Linked DNA regions of Mus musculus: region 1 is linked to region 2. Evidence: chromatin contacts called from public HiChIP or PLAC-seq data. All regions are on one chromosome and are shown on one strand. The core of a region is the stretch at or near the end of the contact, and the rest is flanking DNA. Distances in the headings are between cores, read along the strand shown. Region 1 overlaps Gm32767 (a long non-coding RNA gene). Region 2 has its middle 14 kb from the start of Gm39718.

Region 1 (6,241 bases), core at 1,940-4,439, 260 kb before region 2:
GACTGTGTTCCAGGATGTGTAAGTCAAAGAGACCCTTTCCACCCCAGGTTTCTTTTCATCTGCTGTTTCATCACCGTGATATGCCTAAGATGTAATCCTGACACAGCTAGGGACCAAACTTCTGGACATGGGCCTTTGGGGGGCACGTGAATGTAAATTGCACCAGGTACTAGGAGAAGAGAGGGTTGAATGAGCAAAGACAGGGCCAGGGTCTGAGAAGCTGGGGTGGGGGTGGGTTCAGGGGGCACAGCAGGGCACTGATATGACCTCCACTGGCTCCTATGCCCCCTGCTGGCTCTTTGCTATGGTGATTGCCATGCTCTTGGGAATTTTGAGTTCTTAAATCTCTGATAACTTGAGATTGAGTTACTTTAGGAGGATTTGTGCCACAGGAAGTAGCCAATGTTACCCACTGGGGTTTTGAACTTAATGGAGGACCAAGTTGACCTTGCATAATGCTGGACCCTGTATGTGAAGAACCAAAATCAGCTTGTTGACTTCAGAGGAAATGCTCTCTTGATTGCAAGTACCAGGACCTTGTGCTGAGGTTGTTGGATTCTCCTGGTGACGCCACAAATGGATCAGGCCTTCAGGAAGGGACACAGCCAAGGACCTTGGACACTGTCCAGAAGGCTAGCTTCCAGTTCTGCTTTCTTCAGACCCCAGTCTCTGGCTCTACATTAATTTTTGTTTGTGTTTTAATTTGTTTTGTCCTCTTCCCCCATCTCCTTTTTCTCTCTCAATAGTGTTTCTGTGACTGTTATCTGGAAACATGGCTGCCAAGAGCCTCCCATTTTAACTATGGCAGCCCCTGATAACTCACTTCCCTTTTCTAGTTCTTGCCCTAGAGGACTGCCATCCTCTCCCTTTGGCCCGGATCCATCCTTTTTGGATGGGCCTTCCCTGCAGTGGAAGATGGGATTCAGGAAATGGACTTCTCATCCTTCATTGCTCAAGGACCCATCCTGGACATGTCAGCCGTGGCCAGAGGTAGTTACGTGAATGCTAAAGTTCATAGTTAACACTGGGTATGTCGGGGGAAAGGGTGGCCTTCCCAGAGGGGAACAAAGTCCCAGGCAGAAGGGCAATTGGTGCCAACCTGGATGAGACTGCAGAGGGCCCAGACCACAGGTGGGTGGTGTGAGCCGTGCCCAGTGATAGCTCAGCCCAGGGCTCACCGGGGAGGAGCGTCCAGGTTGATTCCTGTTGTGGATCGCTGTGGCTCTGTTACTGGGACAAGTACAGACATAACAAGCCAGCCTTGGTTCAGTGGCCATGACTAGCAGGTCATCTGCTCCCATCCAGAAACAAGGGTATTCATCTCACCTTAGCCTCATTCTCAGAGTGCTGAACTAGGTTCCCTCCCTTTCTAGTGACAGACTCCATCCTGTCCCTTTAATCCCTTTCCTTCCTGGTACTTTGCAAATGCTCAGTGTCCCCCACCAAGGCCACAGGACACACTCCATGTTCACACACACACACACAAGGGGCCTTTAAACCCTTGGTGGTGCCTCCCTTAGCCATGTGGGATCTCACTGCTGCCTTTGTTTCCCCGACTCCAACCTTCTGGATGCTTCCTTCTTACAGCTGGGTGCACTGACGTTAGTGAATCTTACTCTGCTTTGATAAGAAAGCAGTCTTTCACAGTGGCGGGAATGTCAGACTACAAGAGGCAGAAAGAGTTGAAATAGGACTGGAGAGAGGCAGGGGCAGCTCCAGGGCCAGGGCTTAACTAGTACTGAGAAGTGGAGGGAGAGGTGGCCAAGTCAGAACAAGGTGGAGACTCTGAAGAAGAGTTAGAGGTGGGGGCTGAGGGGAGGGGAGCTGGGTCTATGGTGGCACTCAGGGGAGCTTTAGAGTTTTGCTTATAATATAAAGAAATGAATATCAAAGTGACTGAGGTGGAACATGCACGCATATACACACACATCATATACACACATGACACACACATATACACAGACACACATACACACACAACATAAACACACATACACATATATACATATAACACACACATATACACATACACAGACATACACTCCATATATGCATACATACATACATACATACATACATACATATACACAACACACACACTGCAAAAGAATACTAAATAATTTACGAGCCAGATTCCATTCATATCCCATGCTTGTAATCCTAGTGTTTGCGAGTGGAGGCAGGAAGATCAGAGCTGAAGGCCAGCTTCAGCTACACACTGAGTTTGAGGCCAGTCTGTGCTACAGGAGATATAGTACCATCGATAGCAGAATTAATATCATAGGCTAGAGAGATGGCTCGGTGGCTAAAGCACTTGTAACAGAGTCATGAAGACTGAGCCTGAGATCCCCAGAAACTATGTAAAAGGTTGGCAGATGCGCTGGTCACCTTAATCCCAACACTGGAGAAACAGACTGCGGATCCCTTGGACAAGCTGGCCAGTTACACTAGCCAGAATTGGCAAGTTCCGTTCAGTTGAGAGATCCTGCCTCAATAGATTAAGTGGAACGCAATCAAGGAAGACACCCAATGTCAACTTTGTCAAATGTGTGTCTGTTTACATAGACACATGCACACACTCACGCATACACGAACATGCAAACATACATGTATGCATAAGCACACACCACAGTAGACAGCTCAGAGGACTCTTATAAGCTGGGCGCCAATCCCCCAAATCCAGGAATGAGATGTTCATAGCATTCAGGATGCTTCTGTCACAAGGCATCATTTCTAACAAGGGGAATCAACTTGTGGTAGTTCAAATATGCTTGGCCCAGGGAGTGGCTCAGGAAATGGCACTATTTGTGGGTGTGGCCTTGTTGGAGGAGGTGTGCCACTGTAGGTGTGGGCTTTAAGACCCTCCTCCTAACCACATGGGAGCCAGTCTTCTGTTTGTCTTCAGAATAAGATGTAGAACTCTCAGCTCCTCCTACACCATGTCTGCCTGGATGCTGCCATGCTCCTGCCTTGATGATAATGAACTGAAGCTCTGAACCTGTAAGCCAGACCCAGTTAAACGTTGTCCTAGGTTCTGGTGTCTGTTCTCAGCAGTAGAACGCTAACTAAGACACGGTTGTATGGCTTCCTATTCTGCATGTATAAATAGAACAGTGTGGTATATTCTCTTTAGGTCCAGCTGCTTGGGCTCAGCAGCCTGCATGGAATATTCATCACACTGACTGACTATGGAAGCTATGACTCATTCTCACTAGTGCAGAGAAGTCTCCTGGATGAGCGAGCCTACTGCAACTGATCTCTGTCCGTGTGCATCGTGCTGTTTCCAGCAGGGACTTGACATACTCGGCTGACAGTTAATGATCTTTATTCCCTGAACCATCCAGTTGCCTGGCATCAGGCCACATAGCAAACTTAGCAGGCCCGAGTTTAGCCAGCCCAGTCATAGAACAAAGTATTTCAGAGCCATATGGCAAGAAAGACAGAGGAAGACTGATAAAAAATAAAAATTGTCCTGTACTGGATAGAACTCAAGACATCATCACAAAACTATAGAACACAGTAACGTTCCAAGGACTCCTTCCATACACTAGTTCTCTGTACGAGCCTCACAGTGACATCAGAACAATGGGATGCTTTGTGTAATCCCTGACCAACATGCTGCGGTGATGTGACCCTCTCGGCATTGCTAGATTTTGTTACAAGACACACCTGAAACCTACTCCTTTTATGGAGAGAGACACCAATCTGGTTTAAATTACTTCTCCTGCTGGCTTACCAGTTTGCTCTTCTTATCTCAGTGTGTGTTTGCCTTTCAGAAGGAATTGAGCCGTTCATTAGGCAGGAAGTAAGACTCCGTGAGCTCGGAGAAGCCAGCCCACCCCTCCACCTGGTTTGTAGTTAGTAACACAGTCTCTACTGTAAGAATTTTTATTTTATTAGCGTTGACATTTACTCCTGCATTTGAATTGCAGAAAACCACCCTCCCAAAATAAACTCTCAAAGCCCTGTTGACCTTGCCATCTGCATGAATTATGTAGTAGCAAATGTTAAGGTCCCACTTCGAGGCTTTGCCTGATGATGAGACTTCCTGTTTCCTATGTGAAATAAAAAAGGAGGGTGGGTGGGGAAGCAGGGAGAGGGGACCCACCAGAGGGGACATTACCATGGTTAGTAACTGGATCCACGCGATGGCGTCCTGGAGCAGTCATGGGTGAGAAGCATGTGGGCACATTTATAATTTGCAGGGAACACTGGTAACCCTGTCAGTTGACTCCGTGTGCATAAATACTGTTTTGGATAAGGATGGGGGAGAAAAGCTGTCTGTAGTCCTGAGGAGTTCTTCTACATCATTGGTCAGTTCTCCATATGGAAGATAAATGTTCGCTTCAACAGCTTTGAGTTTGAAATAGTACTGAGTTTTGACCCAGGAAAGACTAGAAGAACATCAAGAGCCCACGGACCTGGATGTCGGGCCCTGATCCCTGCCAAAGGGCAGCACAAGTTCTCTCTAGGTAACCAGCCTCACTGAAATCACGGCCGTTCACAATACACAAATGTGTCTTTTACTCTTCTGTTCTTTCCTATTCTGTCTGTGGCTTCTGCTTCTGCGAGGAAGGGCCACACATATGAACAGGTGAACCGCCTAGACACTATAAATGATCTTTGGTCCAGCCCCATGATGGCCTTGGATTTATTACTTCGACCCTTGGGCGTGTAGGTGGGGTTGTTGGCAAGCAGACGTGAGGTGGCCTGGGCTTCAGGATCCATGATCAGTGTTTTAAAATTAAGATATAAAGTAGAAAACAATGTTCATCTCTTTTCTAGAAGCAGACCGTTGACCCTCTGGGGCACACCATGCATATCCACACCGAGGGGAGGCCTCTTCCGAGGGTCTTTGGAGAGCCCAGAAAGCCTTTTAGCTGTAAAAGATCCAGTGGCTACCAAGTACCAGCAGTTCTAGCTTCATAGCTTTTTAGTCAACTGGGATCCTGTTGCGATGAGGTTAACATGATGAGCAGACAAACATCAAGTCCGTTTCCAGTGCCGTGGCTGACCTTGGATGGCACAGTGGTCCTTAGGGCCATGGGATGGGTGTGCACGCAGAAAGAAGGGGGAAAGCACGCCCTTTGCAGCAAGCCAACCCAGCACTCAGCGCTAGGGATAAAAGATACAGAGTCTGTCCTCAGGGGAATCAGCCTAGTGATAACCCAAGTAATGGTAATGAGGGTGGAACGCACAAAATGTGAAGTGTAAGCCTAATATTCTCCACCACACATGAGGAAGCTGGGGTCCAGAGAGAGGAGAAATGGCTTGACTGAGGTTATCAGGCCCCCACCTCAGACTTGGTTTCTTTTTGCATCAACCCCTTGCCAAGCTTTCTCTCCCAGATGGGCTGCTACTACTACAGTAGCTTGTGTGTCTGTGCTTTGAATCTAAGTGGGTGTTCTGCTTTGAATCCAGTTACAGCTTGGATATGGTTTATGTCCTAGAAGCTTGGCCCCCTGTTTATTGGTATTAAGAGGTGATGGAATCTTTAAAGAAGTGGGTCCTAGTGAGAAGAAATTAGGTTATTAGGGGTGTCACCCTTGGAAGAAACTAATGTGAGTCCTGAAGGGGTAGGTTAGTTCTCTAAGGCTGAATTGGCGACTTGTGATGGTTGTCACAAGGTAAGTCTGGCTGCTTTGCCTCATACTCTCTGGCTTTCTTTCTCACCTCGTGATCTCTCTCTCTCTCTCTCTCTCTCCCTCTCTCTCTCTCTCCCTGTCTCTCTTCCTCTCTGTCTCTCTGTATCTCTCCTTCCATCTCTCTTTCTCCGTCTCTCTCCCTCTCTCTGTCTCTGTCTGACTCTGTGTCTCTGTTTCTGTTTCTCCCCCTTTCTCTCATGTGCTCTTAGCATATGCTGCCATCTCTCAGGAGACAATTCAACCTGAGCCCCTCCCCAGAGGCTCTGGAGACCACTCCTGCTGTGATGTCTCCTGCCTGTTTCAGTCCAGCATCACACACTTTCCACCTGTCAATAACAAGATAGAGATGAGTGAGAAACTCATTAGCCTTGAAAGTTCCTTAGTCTGTCTACAACATTCTACTAACTGGGGCAACTGTAACGTGGCCTCAGTCTCCAGCTGCAACAGGAGGGAGCTCAGGCTCCGTCTCTTGGTTAGGGCGTGGTGGTGGCTGGGAACACGTGTGTACATGTGCATGTGTTTGTATATGTCTATGTGTGTGTGTGTGTGTGTGTGTGTGTGTGTGTGTGTATGTGTGTGTGTGTGTGTGTGAGTGT
Region 2 (6,609 bases), core at 2,547-5,046:
AGTTGGTTGTGAGCCAATGTGTGATTGCTGGGATTTGAACTCAGAAAACTTCGAAAGAGCAGTCAATGCTCTTAACCACTGGGCCATCTCTCCAGCCGCAAACTAAAGACTTTTAACAATAAAAATTGTAAACCAAAAGCAGGGAATGGTCTATAAGCAGTGGTCTTCACAGCTTCACACGGTCCCACTGTCATCATTCACAAACCATCAGGATCTTGAGGGGCTCTGAGGAAGGTGGCAGCCTCACCCCTGCTTTTCTCTCCAGTGAAAGACGACCCTCACAGACAACCCGAGTAAGTGGCTCTACCCAAGATCTAGTTCTTAAGTCCTCAAACATCTCAAAATGTGCAAGAAGTACAAATGCTTTTTCTCTTTAAAAAAAAATCTTGGTTGAGTAGTAATTATGTGAGACAAGGCATATGAGAGGAAGGGAGGTCTTTAATCCGTCACATTACAAGGGACAACGATGACAAGCACTCATGTCTCACAAGTTAACAGTGTGTAAGTTACCAGCTCGGTTTGAAATATTGCTTTTCATATTGGGAATAAGAAATCTAATCCGAAGTATAAATTGCCCTTGAGATATTCATTAATGACTGTAGTAAAGCAGGACATTGCAAAGTACACTTGCATTATCTTTCCCACATTTTTAATTGATACTTAAACATGTGCTTTACAATGTGCATAACATATTGCTGCTATAATAGAGGCACAGAATTGCATTAAATGCACATATACCTGCCATGAGGTCACATTCAATACTGCTTGCTGCTGACATTGGGGACAAAATGGGCTTGGGAGCCACTTTCCTAACCCCCTCAGAAAGTCTCATCCAAACCCTCCCCGTTCTTGCCAGGGAGGCTCACATCCTCAGTGGAAAAAAAGGAAAATGGTTTAAAAGAATGATCTTAAGCAAAAAGAATATAGCTAGAGGACCCATAAGACATGACTCTAAAACATATTCCTAAGCTACAGTAATGTAAACAGTCTGGTACTGGCATACAGAAACGGTGACAGACAGATGGTGTCTTAGTCAGGGTTTCTATTCCTGCACAAAACATCATGACCAAGAAGCAAGTTGGGGAGGAAAGGGTTTATTCAGCTTACACTTCCATACTGCTGTTCATCACCAAAGGAAGTCAGGACTGGAACTTAAGCAGGTCAGGAAGCAGAAGCTGATGCAGAGGCCATGGAGGGATGTTTCTTACTGGCTTGCTTCCCCTGGCTTGCTCAGCTTGCTTTCTTTTAGAACTCAGGACTACCAGCCCAGGGATGGCACCACCCACAATGGGCCCTCCCCCTTGATCACTAGTTGAGAAAATGCCTTAGGGATGGATCTCAAGGAGACATTTCCTCCTTTTTCTGTGATAACTCTAGCTTGTGTCTAGTTGGCACACAAAACCAGCCAATACAGATGGAATGTAGGAAGAACCTAGAAATAAAGCACACATGGCCAAATAATTCCTAATTTCTAACAAAGGTGCCAAGGACATACATACCCTTTGGATTTTTTTTTTTTTTTTTTTTTTTTTTTTGGTTGAATGGTTGGTTGGCTGATTGGTTGGTTGATTTTTTAAGACAGGGTTTCTCTGTGTAGCCTCTGGCTGTCCTGGACATAGCTCTGTAGACCAGGCTAGGATTAAAGACATGTGTCACCACCACCTGGCTCAAAAATGTAATCAATAGGTTGGGAATGTAGCTCGGTGGTAAAATGTTTGCCTAACATGTGCAAAGCCCTGGATTCAACCCCAGCACAATAAAGAGGAACTCAAAATGGAGTCAGGCTTAAATGTAAAACCCCTGAATCGTTTAAATAAAAAATAGGGCCAGTGTCCTATGGCAGAAGTCTGGGCAAGTATTTTTGTTAAGCATGGGAATAAAAGCACAGACATCAACACTAGACAAATGGGATGAGGTCACAGTGAATGCTTCTGCACGGAAGACAGACAACTGTCAGAGTGAAGAGGCGACTTACAGAGTGGAGCTCTGGGAACTACCCAGCCAATAAGGGGTTAACACCAGACCATGCAAAGACACAGAAACAGTAACAAACCATAGTCAATCAATCCAAGTGGTGGTATAGCGCTTTGGTAGAGTGCTTACCTAGCAGCACAAGGCCCTGGGTTCAATCACAGTACCACCAGATAGATAGATAGATAGATAGATAGATAGATAGATACATACATACATACATACATACATACATACATACATACATACATAGACAGATGGGCTGACTGACTGACGAACATACATATAGGAAATGATCAGAATGAGCATTTCTCATAGAAGCTGTGTGGCATCTTCCTCTCTTTCCCATACATGCACACATTTACATTCACACACAGGATGGGATATCTATTCAGCTCTAAAATGTAATCGGGCTGTCATGTGGTCAACACAGATGGACCTGGGGCACATAATATTCAGGGAACTAAGCCAAGTACAGAAAGACAAACACTGCGTCTTTCACTCTGCTGAAAATGCTGAGCCCACAGAAGTAGAAACTAGAATGGTGGTCCAGAGGCTGGGAAAGGACCCAGGCACTGGGGGGAGGCATTAAAAAGAGTGGCTAGTGGATAGGATACGTAGTCTCAGCCAGACAGGAGGAAAGGGTTCGGATACTTCATTACACAGGACAATGTTCATAGCAGTATTCTATTGTATAATTCAAAGTAGTTAGAAGAGATTTTAAATTCCTTATCACAAAAAAAAATCATAAGAAACATAAATATCCGGAGAGATCAAAGGCACCCTATAGCGATGGACCATCAGCATCTGTCCAAACACACAGCTGCTGCCAGCACCATAAATGGGTGGCTGCCTCCCAACCCTGTCAGAGATCTGCTAGTTTAACTGGACTTTTAGCCCTTTGGAGCCATAAAGACCCCAGTCAAATTCCAGCTCTGTGACTCACTGAGATATGGAAGAACTAGAGACAGACCAGTCCTCTGGCCTGTGCAGACGCAGAAACAAAAGTGGCCGGCGGGGGGGGGGGGGGGGGGGGGGGAAGCTCCGGGAGCACTTCTATGTTGATGTTAATTAAGATGTGTTTAAATTATGTGCAAAGTGGGGCAGGCATGTGCACATGAGTGCAGGTGCCTGTGACAAACCAAGGACTCAGATGAGCCGGAAGCTGAAGTTGCAGACAGCTGGGAGCTGCCCCTCGTGCAAGAGCAGTACCGGCTCTTAAAGGCTGAGCCATCTCATCTGCCTGATGTTAATTCTTTAATATATAATTTTCAAAAATATTAACGTTGCATTTGGATAGTTGGTGTCTTTATGTAGTTTTTACAAAAATGGGTGTTAAAATACTAAGTAAACGTAAGATAGCTAGATTTGTGTGTCCGCAACTGGGGAGATGGAGTTTCAGAAATGTGCTAAGGACAGCCTGGGCTAAAAGACCTTAAATGCTTGGGGTCAAAACTCTGCAGCTATTCCCAGCTTGTGCACAAATGAAATCATTGCAAAGCCTTTGAAACAACTGCAGGACTTGGACAAGCACACCTCTGCCCTAGAGCATCACCCCTGGGGTCCTAAGCTCTGGCCTTGCTTTAAGAACTAACAGGAATCTAAGATGGTTCTGCTGTGTAGGGTGACAGCCTCTGCTACTCTGTGAAGGCGAGGCCTGGGGCGGGGGGGGGGGCGGGGGGCGGGGGTGTTTTCACAAAGAGTGCACTCTACTGTGTGCTGTGGGAATCTACAAGAAGTGTCCAGTTACCAGGGAAAAGGGGGAGAATGGCTCTGGGCTCAGGCACTGCCCGGCATGGTCCGCCGGCCAACTGTGCGGGTTTGTCGCCCCCTTCTGTCCCTTGTCGGAGACGGACATCGGTGCCCTGGAGGCTCACCGCGGGCGAGCTCTAGGTTAGGGTTGGATCTTGCAGAAAGGCACCTGAACCCTCAATGGCTAGAATCCAAGAAAGCAAAGGAAACCGAGTGGAGCCTAGAAGTGCCAACAAACCGCGTGGCTCTCAGTATTTCTCCCACGCCACTACACTGCTCACCTGAAGCCTGAGAAGAAGCAGGACCTGGGAAAAAAACTCCAAATCTCTTAGGGCAGTCACTCCTCTCTAGACTCAGAGTTCTTGGGTGTCCCCAAAGCAGAATTGGTTTCTGCGCTAACCCCAAAGGAGCCTGAACAAACACAGAAAAGCTTCCAGACATTCTGTAAGGATCAGCCAGTCAGCCTAGCAGTGACCTGGGGACCCCAGGAGTGGCTCAAAGGGATATGGGCTTTAGACAGGGTCCTTGTTCTCCAGGAACTTTCTAGAGAGGGAGAGGGGAGGGAGGGAGAAAGGAGGGGGGAGAAAGGAGAAAGGGAGAGGGAAAGAGGGAGAGGGAGAAGGGGAAGGAGGAGGGGAGGGAGGGAGAAAGGAGGGGGGAGAAAGGAGAAAGGGAGAGGGAAAGTGGGAAAGAGGGAGAAGGGAAAGGAGGAGGGGAGGGAGAGGAGAGAGGGGAGAGGAGGGGGGAGGGGAAAAAGGAGGAGAGGGGAGGGGAGGGAGAAAGGGTGAAATGGCCAGTGGTACTTGCTACCATTTACTGAGCCCAGCAATTTGCCTCCATTCCCCAGAGAAACAGCAATGCTGTAGGTCAAAAACCTACCCCAGTAGAAGAGGAGTAAAGATGGAGGGACTGAGGTTCACAGAGACCAGAGAGCACAATTAAAGCAAAAGGCCCAGTCTTCAGCCCTGACTGGTCCCAACCCCACGCTGTCCACTAGCATTGTCCGATTACACACATGGAAGGTAGACATAGAGGACACGCGCCCTGGGTGACAGTGGTCACCCTGGGTGACAGGCTGGTGGGTGGGGTACGGTGAGAATGTGCAAATGTTTAACTCCTGTCTTTCAAAACAAACAAGGGTCAGTGGGTCTGGAGAAATGGCTCAGCCATTAGGGTGCTTGCTGTTCTTCCTTCCAGAGAACCAGGGTCGGCTGCTCACACACACACACACACACACACACACACACACACACACACACCACAGAATTGAAATTTAATCATAAAAGAAGTTTTTGAAGTCCAAAATACATTGGTAGAATGTTGTTAGTAAGACTATTTTAAGGACCAAAGGTAGATTAGAGTCTTTGCTCAACAGCCACCTGTCCTTGATTTTATTCACAGCTTGCTCTCTCACGGGCATGCTCTCTCTCTCTCTCTCTCATTCTAGTAAAATGTTAATTGTGAAAGTGTTGATATTTATTCATTTTGGGTTAAAGATAACAGGCTGTTCGTTATCTTATTTTCTGTGTGGCTCTATATTTAATTTTTTTCCTAACTGATATTTCCAGAGAAGAAGCAGAGATGATGAGTGTCTTCATGTGACATGGTGACACCAGTGCGGCCACTCAGCTGTCACAGAGCTTCACCGGCCCAGGCCTCACTCTGCATGAGCAACCCTTCTGTCTGGGGACTTTTGAGCAGTTGACAAACATGAATTAATGGCACCTCCTGTCACCTCCTAAAAGTCAGAAGGGCACGTGACAGACTGGTGGAGACCGTGCCTGGCCTGACCTCACACTGACAGTTACAAGCTGAATTGAGAGTGCATCTGAGACTCAGGCTCCAGCCTGAGCAGAGCTGAGGTAGCGTCTCCCCACATGCTGTAATAGCTTCAGGGTGCAGTGTGGCAAGATGCCAGCCTTCCCACCCTCACATCAAGCCCTGGTGAAGATGTCTCCTTCCATAGGCAAATGGAGATCTCCTTCAGGAACAGCCATGTCCTCTGGTCCTCTATCTTACATGCACAGCCAGGCTTGTGTAAATGCTGGGCTTGCGGTGGCATAGAATAGCTGTTTTTCTGTGACCACCTCAAGAAGAGCAGGCACCTATTTGCATGAGGACAGTCATGGGAATTTGTGGGGAGCCTGGTGAGAGACCCCCTAATCCACAGTCCCACAAGTCTGTGGGCTTTAGTTGTACAGGCCCAGAACCCAGTCTTAAATTCTTTTTTTTTTTAAGATTTATTTATTTATTATACGTAAGTACACTGTAGCTGTCTTCAGACACACCAGAAGAGGGCATCAGATCCCATCACAGATGGTTGTGAGCCACCATGTAGTTGCTGGGATTTGAACTCAGGACCTCTGGAAGAGCAGTCAGTGCTCTTAACTGCTGAGCCATCTCTCCAGCCCCAGTCTTAAATTCCTGTCTATCCACCTGTGGCATCGAGGCCAAGGTCCGGCGAGGACGGCAAGGGCTGATTGTTCTCTCTGACCTTGCTTCTCAGTCTCACGTGCACAGCTCTTGACAGACTGTTGGGAGCCGCGCCCACATTCGCCGTTACAAGATGGCGCTGACAGCTGTGTTCTAAGTGGTAAACAAATAATCTGCGCATGTGCCGAGGGTGGTTCTCTACTCCATGTGCTCTGCCTTCCCCGTGACGTCAACTCGGCCGATGGGCTGCAGCCAATCAGGGAGTGACACGTCCGAGGCGAAGGATAATTCTCCTTAATAGGGACGGGGTTTCGTTTTCTCTCTCTCTTGCTTCTTGCTCTCTTGCTTCTTGCACTCTGGCTCCTGAAGATGTAAGCAATAAAGTTTTGCCGCAGAAGATTCTGGTCTGTGGTGTTCTTCCTGGCCGGTCGTGAGAACGCGTCTAATAACAAT

Evidence for each region. HiChIP or PLAC-seq counts read pairs in DNA pulled down with a chosen protein or histone mark.
Region 1: an H3K4me3 HiChIP or PLAC-seq map of embryonic basal ganglia shows a contact between it and region 2, with 8 times the contacts expected there. The contact joins two enhancer-like sites. A contact is called at or near these places in 4 of 39 promoter capture datasets (the 3T3-L1 cell line, embryonic stem cells, hippocampal neurons and 1 more), 9 of 15 datasets of contacts at CTCF or cohesin (CD8 T cells, the G1E-ER4 cell line, the NIH/3T3 cell line and 5 more), 216 of 484 Hi-C or Micro-C datasets (3T3-L1-derived adipocytes, the AML12 cell line, the AtT-20 cell line and 122 more), 22 of 115 datasets of contacts at active chromatin or transcription factors (the NIH/3T3 cell line, PVALB interneurons, SST interneurons and 16 more) and 4 of 9 other capture datasets (adipose tissue, embryonic tail, liver and 1 more).

What each region holds. Positions count from the first base shown.
Region 1 is chr1:181,532,694-181,538,934 of GRCm38.p6, reverse strand. Gm32767 (a long non-coding RNA gene) reads left to right here. Exons shown (of 3, transcript XR_373754.2): 2 at 837-990; 3 at 3,134-3,939. Among named protein-coding and RNA genes, the nearest start is that of Gm32767, 4.2 kb to the left of the region's middle. Within about 2 kb of position 3,189, at least 72 of the 459 cell types and tissues checked have an H3K27ac peak or open chromatin away from gene starts, as enhancers often do. A contact at or near this core is called in the P5424 cell line, hippocampal neurons, neural stem cells and 1 more, where this site is marked.
Region 2 is chr1:181,270,253-181,276,861 of GRCm38.p6, reverse strand. No RefSeq gene overlaps it. Among named protein-coding and RNA genes, the nearest start is that of Gm39718, 14 kb to the left of the region's middle. Within about 2 kb of position 3,796, at least 44 of the 459 cell types and tissues checked have an H3K27ac peak or open chromatin away from gene starts, as enhancers often do. A contact at or near this core is called in the P5424 cell line, hippocampal neurons, neural stem cells and 1 more, where this site is marked.